Regions from separate parts of the Mus musculus genome. Here all the other regions are linked to region 1. The links are chromatin contacts, called in public Micro-C and promoter capture Hi-C maps. All regions are on one chromosome and are shown on one strand. Each heading gives the region's core, a stretch centred on a gene start, on an enhancer-like site or on the middle of the called end of the contact. The rest is flanking DNA. Distances are from core to core; before and after follow the strand shown.

Region 1 (2,700 bases), core at 7-2,506:
CCGGAGAAACCTAGCCGCATCTGCCCGTTAACCACGTTGGGCGAAGCGTGGCCAGCCGCCTGCTCGTGAAGCCCAGAAAAAAGGAGGTGGCCCGCGGCGTCCGTATGGCCGTGTGGGCCCCCAAAGCCGCCGGCCGAAGCAGCGAAGAGACTGTGCTGGGCGCTAGCTGCCGCCGCCGCGTCGCCGAAGCCCCGGTTGCGGAACAGAAAGTCCCGGGTAGAATTGAAAGCAGCGCTGGAGTAGGAGCCGACGTGGCCGGGGTGGTGATGGTGGCCCAGGGCCGCAGCAGCGGCGTAGCCCGGAGCCTGCGACGTGAAGGCTGTCTGGCCAGCCGAGGCCAGTTCGTGCGAACTGGGGTTGAGCTTGAAGGCGCCCATGCCGTCGGCGAACGGGTTGATACCCAGGCCCACGTCTCTCTCGGCCACGTCGCCCGCCGAGTGGTGCCGGGATGCACCAAAGGTGGTCACACCAATCGCGGGATACTGGGGTCCGGCGTCCAGGAGCATCGTGGCTGCACGGGGCAAGCCCCGGCCTCCCCCGCCCCCCCCCACCCTCGCCCGCCAAGGAGGGAAGATCAGGAGGAGGAGGAACGGGAGGCGGAGGAAGAGGAGGAAGAAGAGGAGGAGGGAGGGGGAGTCGACCCACCTAACGAAGTCTCAGCCAGCAGGCAACGGCCAGGCGCTAGCCGGCACCCGCCCGGCCAAAGGCAGGCAAGAGAGATGACTGCCGGCCGGTAGAAGGCGGGCTCCAGCGCCAGCCGCTCGAACCGCGCGGGCCGGGCTCTCACTTTCTCGCCGCTCAGTCTCTGCCGAGAGGGCCTCGAATCAAGGCTGCCCGGGGAAAGGCATAGAACATCTCAGCCCCCCAATAAAACTTCTTCCCGGATTTGTGGCATAGAGGAATGTGAACGCCAGAGCCGCCACTGCTCGCCCTGTCTCCTCGCGCAGCGCGCCCCTCCTCACTTCTCCACTAGTCTCAGTCTCTCTCTCTCTCACTCTCTCTCTCTCTCTCTCTCTCTCTCTCTCTCTCTCTCTTCTCTCTCTCTCTCTCTCTCTCTCTCTCTCTCTCTCAGGCTCTCCTCCTCGATCCTTCAACTCTCCCTTTTTCCCCCTCTCTGCTTTTTGAAAAAAAAAAAAAAAGGAGGGGGAGAAAAAAGAAAAGAAAAGGCGCAAATCATGCACAATATTGTCTTTTGCGGTTTATCTTCCTGGGGAGAAACTTTCACCTCCTCAGCCGGGCGGTGAGCGCGAGACTGATAGCAGCAATCATTCCTGCAGATAAATGAATTGAAAGGACGACACCGTCGTCGTCCCCCCCCCCCCCTGATGAATGGGAGCAGGGGGAGGGGTCACGTGCGACCGACGCGGGCGAGGATTGGTGAGGCGGCAATCCCCCCACACACCCCGCCCGGGGCCGCCGCGCCAACGAAGGGCGCGCGGTGGCGCCGCGCGCTGCTCATTGGCCCGCCCGCCTCATCAATCCCAGGTATTGTAAAGCGCTTGACATCCCCTTTTGACTAACAGGGCTGCCAGGAGTAGCAACTTTTTTTTCCCCCCTAGCAAATTTTTTCCCCCTCTTCTCACGGAAGGAAAAAAATGCCACGATTTCTTTTCCCTCTCATCTTCTCTTCTCTTCTCTTCTCTTCTCTTCTCCTCTCCTCTCTCTCTCTCTCTCTCTCTCTCTCTCTCTCTCTCTCTCTCTCTCTCTCTCTCTCTCTCTCTCTCCCTCCTCTCCCTGTCTCTCCCCCTCTCCTTACCTTCCTCCCTCCCTCCCTCATTCCCTCCCTCCCCTTCCTCGCTGCCTCCTACCCCTCCTTCTCTAGGTTTTGCTTCTTGTTCTATGTTCTCCCCCCTCCCCGCCACACACTTTCCTCTCCCTCCTTCTAATGTCCCCCTTTCTCCCCTCCCTCTGTTTCTTTCCCTCCCCACTCCCCTCCCCCCTTGCCTCCCCATCCCTGAGCCACTCTCCTTCAAACCTCTGCAGAGCGTTTAAAGACTGGAGACCCCCGGCGTCTCCGAGAGCAGCAGTTGGGGGGGGACCAGCCGAGAAACACCCCAAAGGCACTTCCAGAATGTCCGGACTCAGCAACTTTCTTTTCTCCCTCCCTCCCCTTCTCCACCCTCCCCCCCCCCCCCCCCCCCCCGGGCAGCAAAGGAAGCTTTTGTTATTTGCTTCTTTTGAAGTTTGCTTCCTTTTTGACGGGCCTCTCTCCTGTTTATAATTTAAGATTCGGGAGCGCGAGGGCAAGCTCTTTCCTAGAAACGTGATTTCTTGGTGTCTTTCACAGCCTCAGTTTTGCAGACTTCCTTCCTGCATGCCCACTCACCCCCAAACACAGGTGGATGGATCTCTTAAACTTTTCCTGGTTCCTGAGGTTTGTCGGATTGGGTTTTGTTTTCTGTTTTTAATGGCAGTTTGGAAACCTTGTTGCCGATCTCCCTCTCCCCTCATTTTTTTTTCCTTTTTTTTCCCCTCCGGTCTGGTCCGTTGTGTGGCTTGCTCCCACCCCCAACTCGCTCACTCTGCCCTCCCATTCCCATCCCAGTCCCTTTCATTCAGGTAAAACTGTAAATTTCCCAACGCGCCATTGTTCCTCTGGATCTCCCAAAGCTCCCTAGAGATCCCGGAATACTTTTTTGGTATTTAAATCCCCGGTAGATAGGACCAATGTAAATTTTGTGACATTCAAACCTTTTCCAG
Region 2 (2,700 bases), core at 9-2,508, 1.2 Mb before region 1:
AGGAAGATGGGATAGCCTTTGTTGTTCCTGCCACTGTCAGAGGTGGGGGGGTGGGGGGGGAGAGGGAAGATGGAGCCCGAAGAGGTCAAAGGGTAAAGAGAAGAAAGATGACAAGGGACTAGAGGACACAAAACGAAATAAACCAACAACAATCTCCGCTGCAGGGGATGTCACAGCCTCAGGTGGTACCAAGACCTAAAAGAACTAAGATGGAGACATTGAGGATGACTGTGAGGAGAGCAGATGTCGATGCATTACACACATCTCCCTAGAGCTAAGAGAGCCGGACAGCAGAGAGATACAAGTGAGCTCTCTGGTAGGAGAAACACCATGAAACTGCCAATGAGCCGTATGGGTCCCTGTGTACCTTGGTGGGCACAAAGAGTGGCCAAGGGGGAGAAGAAGGATTGTACAAGTACATCACTGTCAGGGTAGAACCAGGCTCAGTGAAGGTGTGTGTGTGTGTGTGTGTGTGTGTGTGTGTGTGTGTGTGTGTGTGTGTGTGTGCGCGCCCGCGCGCGCCCGCGTGCATGTTCTCCTGAGTCTGCTCCTGGAAGTATAGGCTAAAGGGGATGTGGATTAGGGCCACCAAGGACAGAAGATTTTTAGGAATATGAAGCAAGGTTGGCTGGCTTTCAGGCTACCAGGGTCCCTTCTGAAAGTCTGTAGCCACTGTCTTGGCCCACCAGAGTCTCTAGGCTGTTGGCAGAACGCTGTGCCGAGTCCAGGGAAAACAGACATCTGAAAGCATCTGGAGGCAAGGAATCAGCGAACTGCTGCCCAGTCTAGAAGGGCCCAAGTCTTTCTCCTAGGTTGACTTTGGACACAAATCTAGAATCCCCCGGATCGTGCCTCCTTGCTGTGCCATCTCCGTTCCTTGGGGGTTTCCAGGTTTCTTTCTCTGAAGGGCAGGCATTCTTTGCCTGGGACGCATACCCAAGAATGTCTCTTGAAGCATAGATAGTGACAAGAAACTGCAGAACTCCAGATTTTTTTTGGGAGGGGACGGGGGGGGGGGTAGATCTCGGAGGATACAGACGGCCTGGGCGCGCACCACCGCCAGGGGGACGTCTGTAGCCCTGCGGGCGGTCCGGAGCCTGAGTTGGTAGGGTGGGGACCGTGCTCTGCAAGAGGTGGCCCGCCCGCAGGGCGCTGAGGCCTGGCGGGGGCGGGGCGAGACCGGTGGGGGCGGGGGCAGGAGCCCGCCGGGCGGGGCGGGGGTGGGCGCCCTGCTCCCCCTCCCGCCCTCCCTCCTTCCTTTTCTTTCTTTCTTTCTTTCTTTCTTTTTTTTTTCCTGGGCTTCTCGCTCTCTTTCTTTGCCTCGGCAGCTGGCTGAGGGGGCGGGCCTTGCAGTCTTTGTTGCCGGAGGAGCGAGTGCAGCTGCCCGGCGGCTAGAGTCAGGACCCGGACCTTGGGAAGAGTTTAAAGCCAGGCATGTCCTGAGTCGGACCCAGGCCCGGCTGGGACGCAACGGCGTAGACGAAGGAGTGCACAGGGGTCGTCCTGCGGCCACCCCGTCCGGGCCATGCACCGTGGTCCGAGTCTCCTCCTGATCCTGTGCGCTCTGGCGTCCCGCGTCCTCGGACCTGCATCAGGTGGGTGGCTGAGCCTCTGGGACCCGTCTGACCCTGCCACCCTTTCTGCAATCCCAGCCGCTTCTCTGTGCACCCCGCGCAGGACCGGCTTACTCTGAGACTAGGGATCAGCTGGGGTCGTGTTGGCAGCTGAGAGAAGCTGCACCTACCGGGAGCCATCCTTCAGTTGTCCACTCAGCTGGCATCCGGGACTTGCCACTGGAGTGAGCTTGCACTCTCTTCGGGCTTCGGCTTCCCTGCCGCGCGTGCTGCGCTGAGTGCATCTTTCCCAGGAGAGCGCTCCTCCGAGTGGGCTGGACGATTCGCGCGAGACGGCTTCTTACACACTCCTTCGGGGTGACTCTCCTGGAAAGCAAACTAGCCAGGACGCTGCTGGGGACCGCGCCAGGTCGCAGGTCTACCGGGGTCCGCCGCCTCTCCTCCCAGCTAGGCGGACGTGGGGGTCCGAGTCCCCATCGCCTTTGCATTTCCTGTTTCCCCCTCCCCCAAGTGTTCAAGGGAGGGGAATGGGGGAGCCTGAGCTTCTTCCTCCGCCCTGGGTTAACTCTCCCAGCCCCGCCTGGCCGGCCGGCCTCCGACGAGCCTCTGGCCAGCATCCAGGCTCTTGTTTGGCCGCGACCTGCGTTGTAGCGCGCTTCTGGAGAGTCCGGAGCAGCGGGCCTGGGACTGTGAGAGTCAGGGATGTGGAAGACCCCAGAGCCCGTGTTTAGCACGCTCCAGGCCAAATGGGGGCTGGTTATGTATCTGCAGGTGAGGGATTCAAGGGTATGACAGGGGTGACGGGACTGGAGGGATGAATGAACTCTTGAGTGAGTTGGACCAATATGCATGGGGCAGGGGTGACCTCAAGGAAGATCTGCCCTGAGCCTGATTAGGCCATTTGCCATCCTGGTCAAGATACTGTAGCTGTGGGCCTGGATGCCAGGGACATTTAAAGCACCGAGGAGAACAGCATTTTGGGATTAATCTAACAGTAACATTCGAGAAGTCTGGGTGTGTGAGTGTGTGAGTACCTGCTGGGACCTAGCCTTAACACATTCTTATTTCTCAAAATCTGTTATCAGAACTGCAAGGCAACCAACATGTATAAAAAGTTCTTCTATGG
Region 3 (2,700 bases), core at 122-2,621, 1.7 Mb before region 1:
AGCACACAGACTCCTTGTCTCTCCTCCTCTCTGTCTTGGCAAACCTTACTTAATTTCCCACTGAAAAGACTAGCTGATCTCAACTCACCTCACCACCCCACCCCCACCCCGGTGTTTACAACCTTTGACTACTATTTCACAAACAACGTCGGCATGCATGCTGTTAGAGCAAGCTACTCAATTGCTTCCCAGAAGCTCCCTGCACTCTTGCAGAGAGGACCAATGACTACTTGCTGGTTTTGTGGCCTCGCAGAGTACAGGACTTGGCAGGGATGGCGGTAGAGCAGGTGGGAAAGGCTGCTGAGAGGTGAGCTAGTGTGTGAATGAACTCAAGCCCCGCTGCCAGCCAGGCCTTGCTTTGGTGTTTTTCTGGCAGGTGAAGTTGAACGTCTCCAGGAGGAAAGACACCTCCTTTCCACAACAATGTGACTGGAAATCGCAATTTAACGTTGGGATACACTGGTCCGTTTTTCTAGGGTTGGTTCAGTTCTCCACCTTACTCCGATAGGTCGGGGGTGGGGAGGTGTCACACAAACAGTTCACCTACTTGACCCCCAAAACACCGTTGTTTGAAATGAATTCTTAACCAGGAAAACTTGCCCAGAATTTTGTGGTCTTTGGCCATTGTATCTCTACTTTCATCTCTTTTCCCTCCACCAGATATGGCCAAGCCTACTACCTACCGCGCGCGCGCACACACACACACACACACACACACACACACACACACACACGCACACCACACGCAAACACACATACCACATGCGCGTGCACACGCACACCCCTTTTCCCACTACCGTACCGAGCTCAGCGAAAAGGGTCTCCGTGCCCAGGCGGCCTGCAGTCGGGAACCTATCGGAGCCAGGGAGGAGTGCCAGTAGCCTGGGACTTTACACAGAGTCCCTGTGTAATAGCAACCGGCACGTAGCGATCACACCTTGCACGCACATACTTGCACATGTGCGCTCGGGTGCCCATGGGTCTCCCGCTTTCTGAAGTTACCTCTGGGGGCTGCTCCAGCTCTCCGTCCCCGGTCCTCCGCAGCTCTTGCGTGGCTCTGAGGTGGTGGTCCACAGGGCCTCCAACGCAGAGCTTCCCGAAGGTTCCCTAGGCAAAAGAATCCTAGGCTCCAGGGCAGCCCAGGCTTTGCACTTGGGGCAACACCCCTGGCGTAGGTTAACTTCAGCCCCCACAGCACGAGGTCTGGATCTGCAGACTAGGGTCGCACCCGGGCTTTCCTGGGCAGTCGGCAGCCACTGCCCACTTGCATGATGCTGGGGCTCTCAGCGGCTGGAGGATGCGGCCTCAGAGTCCGGATCAGCCCCAATCTCGGTTTCTGAGGCTCAGCCAGTGTCACCACATCACGGTCTTGGATACCGTGGGCAGCTCGGGCCAGGAACTCGATGGCCAGAGACCCAGTTTAGCCTCTCCATCATCTCCCGCCTGGGGAGCAGAGGAAGGCAGGACTCTCCAGCAGTGGGCTCGTGCTCCCTAGGGCGGGAGGGGCAGACTCCAGAGGGGCGCGGCAATAGCGCCGAGGGCGTGCCCTGCCAGAGGCTGCAGCCACCTAGAGAGTGGGCGCCCGCAACCCCAGAGTCCTGAGAAAGCCTCTGCTTCCTTAAGAGTCGCGCCTGCTGAGACCGGGCAAAAGCAAGCAGAGGTTGGAACTGGAGGGAGCCTCGGGCCAGATCCACCCCGGGGTTTGCTTCTCCCTATTTCCGGATGCTGAAGGTGACTGCGGCCCCCAGTGGAGAAGCAGAAGCTAACATCGTCCGCTGCTCTCCTTTTCTCCAGGTGCACTCTGCTCACCCTTCTGGGGCCTCAGACTCTGCAGTGCTTCACCAGGCCAGGGCAAACTGGTCACTTGGCTCATTGATGTTTCCCTCCTGGCCGGTGTTGGCTTCATTGGTACCCAGATTGGAGAGACTAGCGTTCACGTGACCAGCCCTCCCCAAACACGCACTCACACTCTTAACGGAATAGATTTCCAAAAGTCCAATTGGATACATCGATGAGGACTGGAGGCTTTTCCCAAGCCATCTAGGGTACTGCAGTGGGACTGAAATGCAGCAGCCTGCCTGTGGTGCCACCATTTATACAGATTGTCTTCCTCAGCTGGGAAAGTCACACAAACAGCGCTTTAAAGAAACGGAATTATAGTTTCAAACTCGTGGAATCAAGAGAAGAGTAGAGAAAAGAGAGAGAGAGAGAGAGAGAGAGAGAGAGAGAGAGAGAGAGAGAGAGAGAGAGAACCGGAGGGAAGGGGGAAGGAAAGGGAGGGAAGGAGAGGGGAGGAAAGGGAAGCGGGATGGAGGGGAGGGGAGGGAAAGGAAGGGGAGGGAAGGGGAGGGAAGGGGAGGGAAGGGAAGGGGGGGAAGCCTACTATTGGGGAACAAATAACTAAGGGGTGGCACCCTCTTAGGTTACTTTTCCAAGAGTGCAACCAAATGCAGGTTCCTGGCTAACTTTGTGACCTGTGGTCTGTCTTCTGTCCTTGGGAGGTGGTGGGGGCTGGAGGAGGGACACTGGTCTCCATGACAGCTTTCCTGCCTGAGGTTTTTTTGCTATGACTGGAAGCGTTCTAAAAGTGAACCTGTTAATACATGGATACTTTAAATAAAGCCTCATGGGGTAATAAGCTGCCAGCTGGATTTTCCCAGAATTTCACCCTTATTACTTTAGTGCCAGGCAAGACCATGC
Region 4 (2,700 bases), core at 201-2,700, 1.6 Mb before region 1:
AACAGTCCCTGTTTGTATAAACTTGGACAAGCCTCTTAGTCACTCTTGCTTCATTTCTCGACTGAAAAATGGGAATAAAAATAGCATAGAAATGGAACTATTATGGTATATAAAATTATACAATCTATATAGAGCATTTGGCACCGGGTGTTGGCATGCGGTAAGCGACTTATAAAAGATAAGTACTTTGGAAAGTTTGGATACACCCTCCCAAACAGAGGAGGCCACTTCGTTTAGCTGCAGCATTCGCGGAACCTTGGAAAGATACCTTTGCACTCCGCCCCTTCCTTCTGTAGTCACAGGAAGCAGTTAGAAGCCGATTAAAAACTGAACTTCACAAATATTCGTCTTTTCGGTTCAAGAGCCCCGTTTTGCCAAACCCAGGGAGTCACCGCCCACCATGCAGAGGTAACTGCGGAGGAACTAAACAGCGCCTCTGGCTTAAAGCTGCAGGGGTGGAGGTGGGAAAGGGCTCTGTCCGAAGTGCTGAAACCCGGGGTGTGGCTGCGCCTGGTGTATGGGAATCCATTGCTATCAGTGTCTTTGGGTCCCTTCCTGAGGACTGATTATGGGTGGGGGTGGGGTGGCGGAGTCAATTGAAGTCAGAGCCGTAAATGCTCCTCCCATCATTTCTCAGAAATTCTCAGACACATACACTTTACAATTTTGTGCACATTTTCAGAATCACACCTTGTCTTTGCCCACTCCCCACAGGTTTATGCAAAAAACGTAAGGCTTTGCTCCAGTTTTAGTTCCTATAAAAACCCAGACGCCCAACAGCCTGCCCCAATCTGCAACCATTTCCTACAAAAGTCCCTGGCTCCTACGCATGTCATCCCCACGCGTTAATGCAAATATATATATTTTACATTAAATCCTTTCATTCCAGTCTCCCACAATTTCCTGTGATAAAAACAGGCTCTCTCCTACCAGCCCCGCCTCCTGCCCTGGCTAGAAAACGCAGACTTACTTCTGGGGAGACTCTAGACTCACCTAGGTGACCAGCAGAAAGCCTTTGAGGTGCACTTAACCCGTGGGGGGGGGGCTTACCTGCTTACCCAGAGATGCTACCTTGGTCCAGGACTTGGACAGAGCCATCACTTCCACAGCACCTCCTCCTGCGGCTTCAGGTTGGCTCCAGGAGGGCTCTGCCTGTCTGAAGCAGAGCCAGAAGCTGAACTAGCCCTGTCTTCGTGGATGCCGTTGAATGACTTGCTCAGAACTTCTTCAAGGGCCACAAATGAAACCTCTGTGCCAATTATTCGAATCACCCTGATCTTCCAACTTGTGGTGGCCAAGGAGAAAGAAGTATTTAATAAGAGAAAGAAGTATTAAAGAAATGTGAGGATGCTCCCTAGACTGCAGCTTCTAGCTGCAGAGCTCCTGCGCAGCCCAGTCCTGCAGCTTGGCTTCTGCTGGCTGGCTCCACTGCTGCCCGCTGGCGCCCGAGAAAGGCTCTCCAGCCGGGAACAGAGAGGGCTGTGTGGGTGGGTGTGAGCGAGGAAGCTGAAAGGAGGGGGCAGTGAGGGTGGGGGAGGTGCCTACCTGCCCCTGTGGGGAAAGGAGCCGCTGCCCCTCCCCCTTGTCCCTAGTTCTCCTTGAAATCAGACTTGCTTAACAACTTGGCAGGAGCCTTTGAGCCCCTGGTGTATTTGCGCAAGTGAAGAGTCTATTCCTTGGGGTCTGGAGATTTGAACGGACCTTTCCAAAGTCTTGTCACCGGTAGGGATTCAAACTCGTGTCTGCTTTGCTTTTCCTATGGCTCTGCCTATTTCAGATTTCCTTGATAAACTTGAGATCTCAGGATGACAGTCCACAATGAGAGAATCTGATTGTGTGTGTGTGTGTGTGTGTGTGTGTGTGTGTGTGTGTGTGTGTGTGTGGTGGCTCCACATGGCTACTTCTGGATTGCATCAACTCCAACCTTTAACCCACCTCCTTCCTACTTCTATGACTTCCCATGGAGTCAACACTAAACAATTTTTAGTTATCTTTTAACTAAATTAATTCATAGCTACTGCATATTATTCAAAGCAGAGTACGGTTTTAGCAAGTGGGTGCCTCCTTCCACTGAGCCCTGTAGACTCCTTTCCCCACTAGTCAGCTTCCTAGAGGTAAGTTGAATTTTCTTCTAAATTTCATGCACACATAGCATTGATTTACCCTACCCCAAAATGTCCTACTTCTTGACATAATTTTAGTGATTTCTATATTTCTTGAAAATTATCTCATTTATATGTTCAACGTTCCAGCACAAAGTTTCAAAGTATTGTCTTGCTATTTTTATGTATGTATGTATGTATGTATGTATGTATGTATGTATGTATGTCTCTGACACTGTTCCAAAAAAATCCTCTTTGCTTTCCTAATACTTTCTGTTGAAATTGTCTATCACTTCTCTTTTACTTATTTTAAAACCAAACTTACTAGATAGCTATCAATGTTACTGATCTTTTAAATGGATCGATATTATTTCCTACTGTGCTTTTATTAGTCAGCAGTGCCATAGTACTACACATGGAAGTTTCCATTCAGTCCCCATAATTTTTTAATGACTTGAGTTCTGTTTATGGAGTCCCCTTAATCCCAGTAAAAGTTAGTATAGTCACTTCTACATTTCCCATCTTGCTAAGTGAGACTTTCTACCCCAGAATCTCAACAGTGTTTCTTTCCCTAAATGTTTTCATGGTTTGTAACTAT
Region 5 (2,700 bases), core at 85-2,584, 1.1 Mb before region 1:
GCCCACCCACACATCCCAGCCCTGCAGCCACTGTCTCAGTGTTCACAACTCTGCAGTCCCCAGCCTGTGAGCACTCACTCAGCTCACTGCTGGCAAATGAAAGGTGCTAGAAGCCATGAAGCACACGCTCTATCATGATCTCAACGCGAACACACCTGGACTCTTCAAGGGTAAACTCCACTTGGAATGCAAACACCTAGAACCAGTGGCTGCATGGAACTACTGGGGGTGGTAGACATACTGGGGTCTGCTGGAGTCGGTTGGGCTCTACCTGATGCCCAGTGTCCCAGAGGATGCTTGCCTACCCAGGCCTGTGGGAGGCTATACAAATTAAGTCTGTGTTTGTCTTTATGTGCACAGAGGGGAAACTGACAACCTCCTTGAAGGTGGGAAATTCAGAGGGGAGGCGTGTTTCAGCTTTTTCTGTGCCAGGGACAGGAAGAACTGAAAGTGTCCCAGGTGATGACAGCAATAGCAAGGGTGTTGGACGTACTCAAGGCAGTTCCTGAACATGCCTGGGATTTGAGCATAAAGTTCTGCCCCTCCTCCCCAGCTCTGCCCTTACTAGACCAGCCCGTTACAACCAGACCTCTAGGGGTCAGCGGGTATGGAACTAAGGACGGAACTAACTGAGTTTGCAATGTGTTTGCAATGTCTATCCAGAAAGCCAGCCCACAGTCTGCCCTTACTTTTAGCCTGTCCAGCTCCAGCTGGTCCTTGCTGGCTGGGATGGCCAAAGGAGAGCTGGGCCCCAGGGTGGGTGATGACACGCTGCCCTCACAGGCGCTGAGCTTGATGATGACCTCGTCCTTGGCCTGGATGGTCTCCATCAGCATGCCGAGCCGCTCGTTGAGCTCGCCCACCTTGCTCTTCAGCGTCCTCACTTCCTGCTGGAGGCTTTCCTTCTCCAGGCCGAACCTCTCCAGCTGGCCGCTGAGGCCCAGGATCTGCTCGTCCTTCTGGTGCAGGAGCTCCAGTGTGTCCCCGGGGACCCCCTGGCTGATCTGGGGGTTCGTGAAATACTTGTCATATTGGGATGACCGGACTGTCTGCTGGAGCAGCCGAATGAGCTCCTAGGAGCCAAGAAGACAATGAGGTGAACGGTAAGAAAGCTGGGGTGTGGGGGAGAAAAGCAGAAATCATGAGTGTTATATAAGCAGTCACTGGAATCTGAGGAAATGCAGAAATAAACTCCACTGGAAACATTTTAATGTTGAACTTCCTCTTGAAAGATCTCAAAAATAGAGAGGGGAAAAAATGTACTCCACAAATACAGCCTGAAGAGAACAATAATAGGAAACGGGAAATAATGGATGTGCGTGCTGTAATTAGCAATGGTTCCTGGCACATGCTTATCGGCGCTAAGGGATCTGTGAAGTACTGCGTGGTGGCACATGCCTATAACTCCAGTGCGGGAGCAGGGGGATCAACTGCTCCAGGGCAGCCTAGATGACACAGTGAGATGCTGTCTCAAAAATAAATGAATAAATAGAAGTGTATATGTGTGGGGGGGGAATGGGGAGGGGCAGGGTAGGAAGATGACTCAGCAGTTAAGAGCACACATTGCTCTTGCAGAGGACTTGAGCTTGATTCCCAGAACCCACACTGGGAGGTTCACTGAATCGGACATTGGTTTCTGGCTTCTGTGGATGCCTACAGTTACATACTCATACATATAGCTAAAAATAAAATTAAAAGGGGGAGGGGCCAAGCTTTATGGGTTACTGTGCTGCCTAGCAATTAGGTAGAAGGAATTCTTACCAGTTTGGAAAAATTGTCTGACGGGATGTGCAAAGTTGAGGGAACTCGAGTCTGAGAAACCGGGCGTGGGTACTGAGAGGAGCACCTTGTAACCTGTCTAGGGTCATGGTCTAGGGTCATTGAATAAACACGGGCATAGCTCAGGGCACAGGATGGCAGCCCAAGAGCATGAGCCTCAGGGAAGGGCTCCTGAGTCTCTGGCCCACCGAGGGCACACAGAAATCAAGCGACAGTTACCTTCTGACTGGATAGGTCCTTCTTGAGTTGCTCCAGCTCCTCCTGCTGGCTTTGAATCTGCAGCTGCATTTCGGGGACTGGCTTAGTGGGACCTCCGCTGCTGCCTGATGATGTCGCCGTTCCCTCGAGCAAAGGATCACTACTGCTGTGGCGGTTTTTGTATGACCCAATTATATCTTTCAAGGGGCGCTTTCCTTTGTAAGGGTTCCGTCCAAATTCAAAGGGGAATCCTGAACTAGCGACTCCTATATTTAAAAATAAGAAGTTTTTTTTTTTTTTTTTTTTTTTTTGAGCATGTCAAACCTTCTGGTATTCTTACACATCATCCTGAGGGTTGTGGACTCATCAACCCATGCAGAAAGCAGGGCAGCTGGACATGTCTCCTTGTCCTGCTTCACTGTACAGAAGCCCCGAGAGGTCTAAAGCTGCAGAGTCTTTGCTGGACCACTCTTTACAGAAGACTATAGTATGAGTATCACGAAGACAACTGAGGCGCACCAGGCAAGCCCTGGCTTCTTACTTTTACATTTGTTTTTGGCTAAAAACAAAAACAAAATGGATTTTTTAAAAGTCTAAATACACTTTTTAAAGTGAGACTTTATGTATAAGTTGACCCAAATAATTCAAATGTACACTCAAAAACACAAGCTTGAGGCACAAAAGTACTACGGCCTTTTGATTATTTAAAGCTAGGGGAGACAA

The links. Promoter capture Hi-C pulls out the DNA fragments that hold promoters and counts their contacts. Hi-C and Micro-C count contacts between places; a contact is called where the count stands out from the background.
Region 2: a contact with region 1 is called in a promoter capture Hi-C map of embryonic stem cells, with 5 times the contacts expected there. The contact joins the promoter of Adamts7 here to the promoter of Zic1 in region 1. A contact is called at or near these places in 12 of 39 promoter capture datasets (cranial neural crest, embryonic stem cells, hippocampal neurons and 5 more), 6 of 484 Hi-C or Micro-C datasets (all in embryonic stem cells), 8 of 115 datasets of contacts at active chromatin or transcription factors (astrocytes, embryonic forebrain, embryonic hindbrain and 2 more) and 1 of 9 other capture datasets (embryonic stem cells).
Region 3: a contact with region 1 is called in a Micro-C map of embryonic stem cells, with 4 times the contacts expected there. The contact joins the promoter of Minar1 here to the promoter of Zic1 in region 1. A contact is called at or near these places in 3 of 39 promoter capture datasets (embryonic stem cells, liver and pre-B cells), 2 of 484 Hi-C or Micro-C datasets (both in embryonic stem cells), 1 of 115 datasets of contacts at active chromatin or transcription factors (embryonic stem cells) and 1 of 9 other capture datasets (adipose tissue).
Region 4: a Micro-C map of embryonic stem cells shows a contact between it and region 1, with 17 times the contacts expected there. The contact joins the promoter of Ankrd34c here to the promoter of Zic1 in region 1. A contact is called at or near these places in 2 of 39 promoter capture datasets (both in liver), 3 of 484 Hi-C or Micro-C datasets (all in embryonic stem cells) and 2 of 115 datasets of contacts at active chromatin or transcription factors (both in embryonic stem cells).
Region 5: a contact with region 1 is called in a promoter capture Hi-C map of hippocampal neurons, with 2.1 times the contacts expected there. The contact joins the enhancer-like site here to the promoter of Zic1 in region 1. A contact is called at or near these places in 8 of 39 promoter capture datasets (cranial neural crest, embryonic stem cells, hippocampal neurons and 4 more), 2 of 484 Hi-C or Micro-C datasets (cerebellar granule neurons and cerebellum) and 4 of 115 datasets of contacts at active chromatin or transcription factors (astrocytes, embryonic forebrain, embryonic stem cells and 1 more).

What each region holds. Positions count from the first base shown.
Region 1 is chr9:91,364,512-91,367,211 of GRCm38.p6, forward strand. Zic1 (zinc finger protein of the cerebellum 1) reads right to left here and starts at 1,257. Exons shown (of 3, transcript NM_009573.4): 1 at 1-1,257. The coding sequence starts at 506. It also overlaps a transcript of Zic4 not described here.
Region 2 is chr9:90,161,720-90,164,419 of GRCm38.p6, forward strand. It overlaps Adamts7 (a disintegrin-like and metallopeptidase (reprolysin type) with thrombospondin type 1 motif, 7), which reads left to right and starts at 1,259. Exons shown (of 24, transcript NM_001326351.1): 1 at 1,259-1,595. The coding sequence starts at 1,526.
Region 3 is chr9:89,621,615-89,624,314 of GRCm38.p6, forward strand. Minar1 (membrane integral NOTCH2 associated receptor 1) reads right to left here and starts at 1,372. Exons shown (of 4, transcript NM_153509.2): 1 at 1,003-1,372.
Region 4 is chr9:89,737,025-89,739,724 of GRCm38.p6, forward strand. It overlaps Ankrd34c (ankyrin repeat domain 34C), which reads right to left and starts at 1,451. Exons shown (of 2, transcript NM_207260.2): 1 at 1,059-1,451.
Region 5 is chr9:90,225,332-90,228,031 of GRCm38.p6, forward strand. Tbc1d2b (TBC1 domain family, member 2B) reads right to left here. Exons shown (of 13, transcript NM_194334.2): 5 at 1,999-2,243; 6 at 690-1,073. Among named protein-coding and RNA genes, the nearest start is that of Tbc1d2b, 44 kb to the right of the region's middle. Within about 2 kb of position 1,335, at least 26 of the 459 cell types and tissues checked have an H3K27ac peak or open chromatin away from gene starts, as enhancers often do. A contact at or near this core is called in hippocampal neurons, where this site is marked.